2 separate regions of the Sus scrofa genome follow, and region 2 is linked to region 1. A link is a contact called in public Hi-C data. All regions are on one chromosome and are shown on one strand. Each heading gives the region's core, a stretch centred on a gene start, on an enhancer-like site or on the middle of the called end of the contact. The rest is flanking DNA. Distances are from core to core; before and after follow the strand shown.

What was found. Hi-C and Micro-C count contacts between places; a contact is called where the count stands out from the background.
Region 2: a contact with region 1 is called in a Hi-C map of subcutaneous adipose tissue, with 2.2 times the contacts expected there. The contact joins the promoter of DNAH3 here to the promoter of CRYM in region 1. A contact is called at or near these places in 3 of 47 Hi-C or Micro-C datasets (skeletal muscle and subcutaneous adipose tissue) and 1 of 2 datasets of contacts at active chromatin or transcription factors (skeletal muscle).

The regions. Positions count from the first base shown.
Region 1 is chr3:24,813,285-24,817,154 of Sscrofa11.1, reverse strand. It overlaps CRYM (ketimine reductase mu-crystallin), which reads right to left and starts at 2,145. Exons shown (of 8, transcript XM_003124557.5): 1 at 1,690-2,145; 2 at 1,055-1,208. The coding sequence starts at 1,859.
Region 2 is chr3:24,909,346-24,913,215 of Sscrofa11.1, reverse strand. DNAH3 (dynein heavy chain 3, axonemal) reads right to left here and starts at 2,056. Exons shown (of 66, transcript XM_021086503.1): 1 at 1,715-2,056. TMEM159 (a long non-coding RNA gene) reads left to right here and starts at 2,389. Exons shown (of 8, transcript XR_002342386.1): 1 at 2,389-2,542.

The DNA.
Region 1 (3,870 bases), core at 896-3,395:
TCCACCCATGCCACTTATTAGCTATGTAAGTGAGTACTGACTTTGGGAAAACTGCTCTATGACTTAATTTCCTCATCCACAAAATGGAGGTAATAAAATTACTTACTTCACAGAGTGGCTCTAAGTATTAAGAGAGTTTACATACACATATAAAGTATTTAAAACAGTGGCTGACACACACAGAGTGCTTGGTAAATATGGATGACTACTATTTTTTGATATTATCATTAAATGTTAAAACATGTACCCCTTAGAAAAAACTCCCAGGTAGTAGAAAGCAGCCCTGCTCTGTCACTCATGTAACTCCATGTAACACAGATTCACTAAATGCATGTTTCCTTGGCTACGGGTTCGTGCAAGCTGGATATCTGGAATAACTGGTATAGGATGAGAACATAATGAAGAGATTATTACTGCTACATTGTCGCACACTTGAAGCAGCAGTGGGCTCTGGCACTGGGTTGTGCGTGCTCAGGCAGTCCTAGAAACAGATACATGGTCACAGAGAAACCTCACTGTCACTGGGGTCCTGTCACTCAGAGAGGGGCAGGTGCCGTCACATTCAAGACACTGCCTGGGAGTTCCCATCCTGGCTCAGTGGATAATGAATCTGACTAGGAACCATGAGGTTGCCGGTTTTGTTTTGTCTTTTTGTCTTTTTAGGGCTGCACCTGCAGCATATGGAAGTTCCCAGCATGGTTCCTAGTCGGATTCATTTCCACTGCATGCCACGACGGGAACTCTGAGGTTGCAGGGTTTGAACCCTGGCCTCGAACAGCAGGTTAAGGATCTGGTGTTGCCGTGAGCTGTGGTGTAGGTCGCAGAGGCGGCTCAGATTCCGCGTTGCTGTGGCTGTGGTGTAGGCTGTCGGCTATAGCTCTGATTAGACTCCTAGCCTGGGAACCTCCATATGCCGCGGGTGCGACCCTAGAAAATACAAAACAAACAAACAAACAAACAAAAAACAACACCCCTGGCCCACGGAGAACTAACTTCTGAGCTGAGCTCCGTGCCCAGGGGCCCCCCTTCTACCCCAGGGCAGGGAGTCACTCACCGCCAGAAGAGAGCCATTGCTCGGCTCAAAGAGAAGCACAGTGGCCTGATGGGAGGGGACAGTGGAGGTGGAGCGGTGGCCCTCATAGAAGGTGACCAACTTGGTGGTCAGCGCATCCTCTGCTGCACTGTAGGCGGGCATGACCCCCAGGAAACTACAAGAAGAGAAGGAGCAGCTTCAACCCCTTCCCATCAATGCTGGGGTGTCTTATCAAGTCCCCATATCCCTGCCTTCCCCTTTCCTCAGTCACTGCCTTACTGGCCTTCTCCCTTCCCTCCCCATCCCTCTGCCTCCGCTCAGGCAGTATGCAGAGTCCGCATCTGCAGGAGAAAAACCACTCCAGTTTTGCCACTTACTAGCTGTGTAACCTTGGGTAAATCACGTCGCCTCTCTGAGTCTCGGTTTTCCCATTAGGAAATGGTTGCATCAATACCTACCTACATATGGAATATGTTGAATGAAACAAGGTAACGCCTACAAAGCCCCCATTTGGCGCAGTGGGGAGCATACATTAAGTGACAGCTGTTATGAGCCGTGATTAGGTAAACTCTCCCTTCCTTTCTCCCGCGGCTTCCTTTCTCATCCCTCCTTTCCAGTTTCTCCCGTCCCAGGTCCCAGCTTTCCTACTCACTCACCCGCTGTGCTTGGCCACCGGCACGACGGTGCGCACCGGCTGCACGACCCCTCCGTCGGGGCCGCTAGAGAAGTTGGCCAGGGCCGCCTCCAGAGGCGGGATGAGGAGGCTGGAGCTGCGGAGGTGGTCCTGCACGTCCGCGGCGCTCAGGAACGCTGGCACCGAGCTCATGTCGACGCCTGCCTTCTAAACTCAGCGCGCTCCCAGCGATCCGCGGCTCCAGGCCTGCTCCTTATATGAGAGCGCCGCGCGCGCGCGCGCGCGCGCTGCCGCCTACTGGTCACCGCCCAGCTCCGGGGGCGGAGCCAAGCCGTTTTTCCCCGCCCCCATCCCTGGGTCGAGGGGTGCCAGCTGGGTCCCTTCCAGCCACTGGTTCCCCGAGATTGGAGTTGAGGCAGCGGCGGGTTGAGAGCTAGTATCCTTGGGACCACTTTCTCAATTCCTGTTAAGTAGCCGTAGTCAATTTCCTTGCAAAACACATTAGTTTGGCAGCCCCCTTCCTCCCTGCTTCCCCACCAACTCCACTATTTGCTGCGTCGCGCCTGGGAAAGAGGAGACATCGGAGATGGGGGCAAACAAGAACGGGCTCCCTTATTTCTCAAAGTATTGCCTACTTCTTAGGAGATCTTAGACGAAAGGAGATAAAAGGGTATTTTTCAATTCTGTCCCCATCTGGAGTCTCTTAGGCCAACCTCCCTCCCATTCCTACCCCATCCCACCCCCATATCCCTGGCTGTTATTGCTTAGAGTGTGAGTGCACACTTTTCTCCTGGGCGAGCTAACTCAACCAACCTTCCGCTTTAGAAAAGGGAGACGCTCCTAGGAAAGATATAACCGCCTCAGTCACAAATAGCCAAATGCATAAGACATCTTGTTCGCAGACAAGTTGGGTTCTGCCCTTGAGGTGAGACTCCAGAACTTTACTCCATTAGGCTACACTGGCAGCAGAGGGTGAAAGAGGGGATTTCAGGCCAGGTGAAACCCAGGGGTGGAAGGAGTGTTGTCTAGTCCTTGAGAACAGTGTCTTGCCAGGCGGGGTTGGACTGGAACAGGGGCTGATGTCTAAGGGTACCAAGGCATAAAACTGGGATGCTTCTTGAAGTCGCACTGCTAAGAAGGGTGATTCTGGAAGGGAATCACATGGTTAAAGAGATTAAACACTTAGAAAGAGGGGTCTCATGCCAATGCAGAAAATGAAATAAATGAGCATGAGTGTAGCCTGGGAAACAGGTCAGGAGACCCTAGTCTCAAGTTGTGTTCTCCTGATACTTGCTTTGGGAGCTACATAGCCCATTTCTTAGGAAAAGGTCACATCATAAGAAAAGACAGTGTATGGCTAAGTGTCAAAATATGAACTAACGAAATAATAAATCATATGTAATATACTTAGCACAATAGTTGGCACAGAGTAGCCACATAATAAATGAAAACCTCTTGTATCATCAAAAAAGAGAGACACTGCCGTGAAATAAGTTAACAAAAGCTTATTTTAATTACACGATCTTGTTTCTTCAGTTCACCATCCTTAGAAATGCATGCCGAGGGGTACGGGCATTACAGAAATGTTTATGCCTCATTATTTGTGTTGTTATAATTATTATGCTGTAACACTTATTAGGTCTAAAAAAACAACAGAGATATAAAGAAAACAGCAGTTTGGATCATTATTCTTGAGGGGAAAAAAACAAGCAAAAACAAATACTCATCAACTAAAAGAGATATGAAATAGGAAAGCCAGATGGCTTTTTTGGCTTCCATCGTGAATTTAAAAATTGAGTCCTGGTCACGCAGAAAGCTTTTGTTATTTGTTTCTAGCAAATCCTGTAGGAAAAGGACTAGTCTGTAAATCACCTCAAATCAACTTCTTTGTAAAGCTTTGTGTAACATCACCCAGGTACTCAGTAAAGTGGTGCTGGGAAAACTGATCTTGATTGAATTAGTTCTTAATTGTTGGGCCCAGAGACCCTGGGAACTAACTGGTCCCAAGAATCCAGAGCCTTGGGACTTCCCGTCATGGCTCAGCAGAAATGAATCCAACTAGGAACCATTAGGTTGTGGGTTCGATCCCTGGCCTCGCTCAGTGGGTTAAAGATCTGGTGTCGCAGATGCAGCTCAGATCCTGCGTTGTTGTGGCTGTGGTGTAGGCCGGCAGCTGCAGCTCCGATTTGACTCCTAGACTCCT
Region 2 (3,870 bases), core at 807-3,306, 96 kb before region 1:
ATGTAGACGAGGCTGCACATGGATTTATTTTATTGACCCATCGAATGGTTAGCAAGGGCCAAGTCCTTGTGCTATGGAGAGATATTAAGATTCCAACCATCAGGAAATATGTAATGTGGTAGAGGAAGCAGCCAAAAACTCAAGAAAGCAAAATCTGGTGGACGCTACAAAAAAGCCACAGGTAGAAGGAATTAGAGGATTCACAGAGGTTCCCCCTAGATGGCACCCTTGAACACAATTTTAAGTGGAGGCCCCAATTCAGCTTTGCAAAGCGACACCCATCAGGGAAGGAGGGTTGCAATGTTTTCTTTTAAAGAAAAACAAAATCAACAAAAAAACAACCAACCCTTTCCTGGGGGGGCATCCATCATACTGCAGTTGAAAAAAGGCATGAAACCAGACATGACTGCCTGAAACATGAGAATTTAGGAAGACATTTCTGCCTATGTCCTCCTATCGTCACCACTAGCTCCCTCTTTCCTGGATGTGGTGGAGGAAGAGAGGACCCTAAGCTTATTATTATTATGACCCCTAAACTTATTTCTCTATCCACCAGCCTAATTATTTCTGGAAATACTACTTGGTAGAAGTAATACATCATTGATGGATGGGCAAAGTCAGTGAAGGAAATCAAAAGGTACAGACTTCCAGTTATAAAATAAGTAAGTCAGGGGGATTAATAGACAGCATGGCAATTATAGGTAATAATACTGTATGGCATATTTGAGAGTTTTTAAGAGAGTAAATCTTAAAAGTTCTCACCACAAGGAAAAAAAAAACGCTATACATGATGACAGACATTAACTAGGCTTATTGTGATCATTTTGCAATGTACACAAATATCAAATCATTATGTTGCACACCTGATATTTGTTATATGTCAACTATACCACAATAAAAAAATAAAAAATAAAAATAAATAAACTAGGAAAACTTGATATGATGAGGGAGGAAAAACAAATACATTAAATATTTTTAGTCCCTTCTATGTGCCAGATAGGTGCTAAGTTCTTCACAGCCATTATTGTACTCACCAGCCCTAACTACAAACCTGTGATTGCTTTTCTCTTTCCTAAAGAGTTATTTTCCAGGTTGCTATGGACACGAGTCACAGAGGAGAGATGGATGAAAACAGGTCCCTGGATGGAAAGGGCCTGAGTCCTCAAGTCTATCCCCCTCTCCCTTTCACAGACGAAGCTGAGCTCAGAGAGATAATTCCTCTAAGGTTACACAGTAAAAGTCTGACCTGGGACCACAGCCCGGGACTGCTGGACCCCAGTTCATGGTCTTTACCAGTATGTCCTATGGCAGTTGTTCTCAACCTAGACAACTGTGCCCCCCAGGGGACATCTGCTAATGTTTGGGGACATTTTTGGTCATCTGCTAGGAAGGAAAGTACTACTGGCATCTAGTGGGTTGAGGCCGTGGATGCTGCTAAACATCTTACAATACACAGGACAGCCCCCTCAACACAGAATCTTCTTGACCAAAATATCAGCAGTGATGTCCAGCTGAGAAACCCTGCTGTATGGGTTGGATTTCGGGTCAGGGACCATGTGTTCTGGCTCTGATTTGAAACGGAGGATTTGGGATTAGACTTTTTCATGTATAAAATGGAAACACTAATCTAACCCATTTTTAAGGATGTCGCTGGGTCATGACATTTGCATTTGAAAAGTAGCAGTTAAAACCTTCCAGTCAAAGTCGTACTTACGTCACTGTCACTTGTCTGTCTTGAGCTCCAGAGATGCCTCCAAAAGACTTGGTTCATGGTATTTAGGCAGCGGAAGCCCTATGATCCTGAGAAAGCCCATTCTCACGCGCCAGTCCACCTGCCTGAGGTGGAAGGGCAGCTCTTTCAGAGCCTCAGTTTCCTCACGAGCTCCTCACTCAACGCCCGTCCGAGAAGCTCCGAAAGGCTGAGGGACTCCGCGCACTTTGCTGTGGCCACCCGGCGCTATGCTCTGGCCGCCACGCCGCAGCTTGCAGCGCCTCCGCGTGGTCGTTGGGACCTTGGGCCCGGTGAGCCCAGAAGAGCAGAGCAGAGGAGAGGCGCGAGGCGGGGCCGCGGAGCCGAGGGGCGGGGCGAGGAGGCGCGAGGCGGGGCCGCGGAGAGGAGGGGCGGGGCGAGGAGGCGCGAGGCCGGGCCGCGGAGGGGAGGGAGGGGAGGGAGGAGGGAGGGGAGGGAGGGGAGGGGAGGGGAGGGGCGAGGTGGGGCCGCGGAGCGGATGGGAGGGGCGAGGAGGCGCGAGGCCGGGCCGCGGAGAGGAGGGAGGGAGGGGAAGGGAGGCGCGAGGCGGGGCCGCGGAGCGGAGGGGAGGGGCGAGGAGGCGCGAGGCCGGGCCGCGGAGGGGAGGGAGGGGAGGGGAAGGGAGGTGCGAGGCGGGGCCGCGGAGGGGGTGGGAGGGCGCGAGCTCCAGCTCCTCGCCCCGCCTCTCGCTTCCTCTTCCCGCTCCTCTTTCCTGCGTTTTGCTTCCTCTTCCCGCTCCGGGCACACTCTGCTCCGCCTGCAGAGTATAAGAGGTGCGGCTGACAGGAGCAGGTGAGAGCTGGCTGCTGGGGCGCGGGGAAACTGAGGGCCCTGACTGGCTAGACTTCGCGGGGCGGGACGAACGGCAGAGCGCGGGGGCGGTGGGTTGAGAAGGTAGCTGGCGTCCCAGGACTTAAACCCTTCAGTCTGCGGTTTGGTTATTGTCCCATCCCTCCGAGCCCTCGGGGGACAGACACGCACACACACACGCACGCACACACACGCTTTATCCACACCTGCTACGTTTTGTGAAAGGTTTGTCTTCCCTATCCCAGCCCGGAGACCCTGCCCTTTCTTGGGAAACCTGGTTGGGAAGTCTCCAAACCCCCTCTTTAGAATTAATGAACACAGATGCCCTCCTCCTTATCAGGTTCTTCTCTAACGTGGACCCACCTTTCCCGTCAGTGCTGGTAGGAACTCCAAGTTCCAAAGGTGGATTATTCTCCCCAAATTAATGACTAGGTACTCGACTCCCTCCTGAGCTCCCATTTCCCTGCCTCGGTGCCCTTTCGGGTGCAGACCCCCTTCTCTACCTTCATCATCCCCCTTCCCCCCTCCCTTTGGATCCTAAGAAACTGGGCGCCTGCCCCCTTTCGCGTCTTCGAAGGCGGGGAGATTGGAACCACGTGAGGAGCGGGAGGCCTGGATCCCCTCGAGGCTGCCCCCAGGTTTCCTTCCTCCAGCCCTGGATGCGGAGCCCCCCCTCCCCCCAGCCGGAACGTTTAGGTTTTCCGTTTGCCCCGGGAGGGGCAGGGATGGAAGAGTTGGGGGCTTTTGTCGTGGAGGGGCGGCGGGCTGTAGAAGCGAGGGTGGGTTAGCTGGTGTTCTGGCTCAGCCCGGAAGGCGCGGAGAAGGCGGGGAACTTGTGTCCTACGCAGTGTAAGGGGTTAAATCTTCCCTCCGGAGACTTCTCAGTGCCTGCGGAGGCCCATCCGAGGAGTAAGTGACTAGGGGATCTGGGAATTGCTGTGTCTGTGGGATTCTACCCACTCTTGCCCCATTAGACTCCCCAAACCGGTCCGAGTGGACCTTGGGTTCCCAAGGCCCTGGGAGACCATTAAAGGGAGCTGGGCTTGTTTCTGCCTGTTGCAGATTTGAGATTAGAGGAACTGAGTACTGGGGGCATCGCAAATTCAAGTCGGTGCCAACTACAGCTTCTGAGACAATATGGGAAGAGAGGGGTTAGTTCTCCTCTGTTCAGGGGATTCCTTTTTCACAAAAGGGATTATAGCAGAGAATCTCTACCCAGGGTGATTAAAATGTACTTTAATTTGCTTCTAGACCCTGTAGATATTAGGTGCTACCTCTTCCCATCTCACATGATTAGCATGTGGGATGTT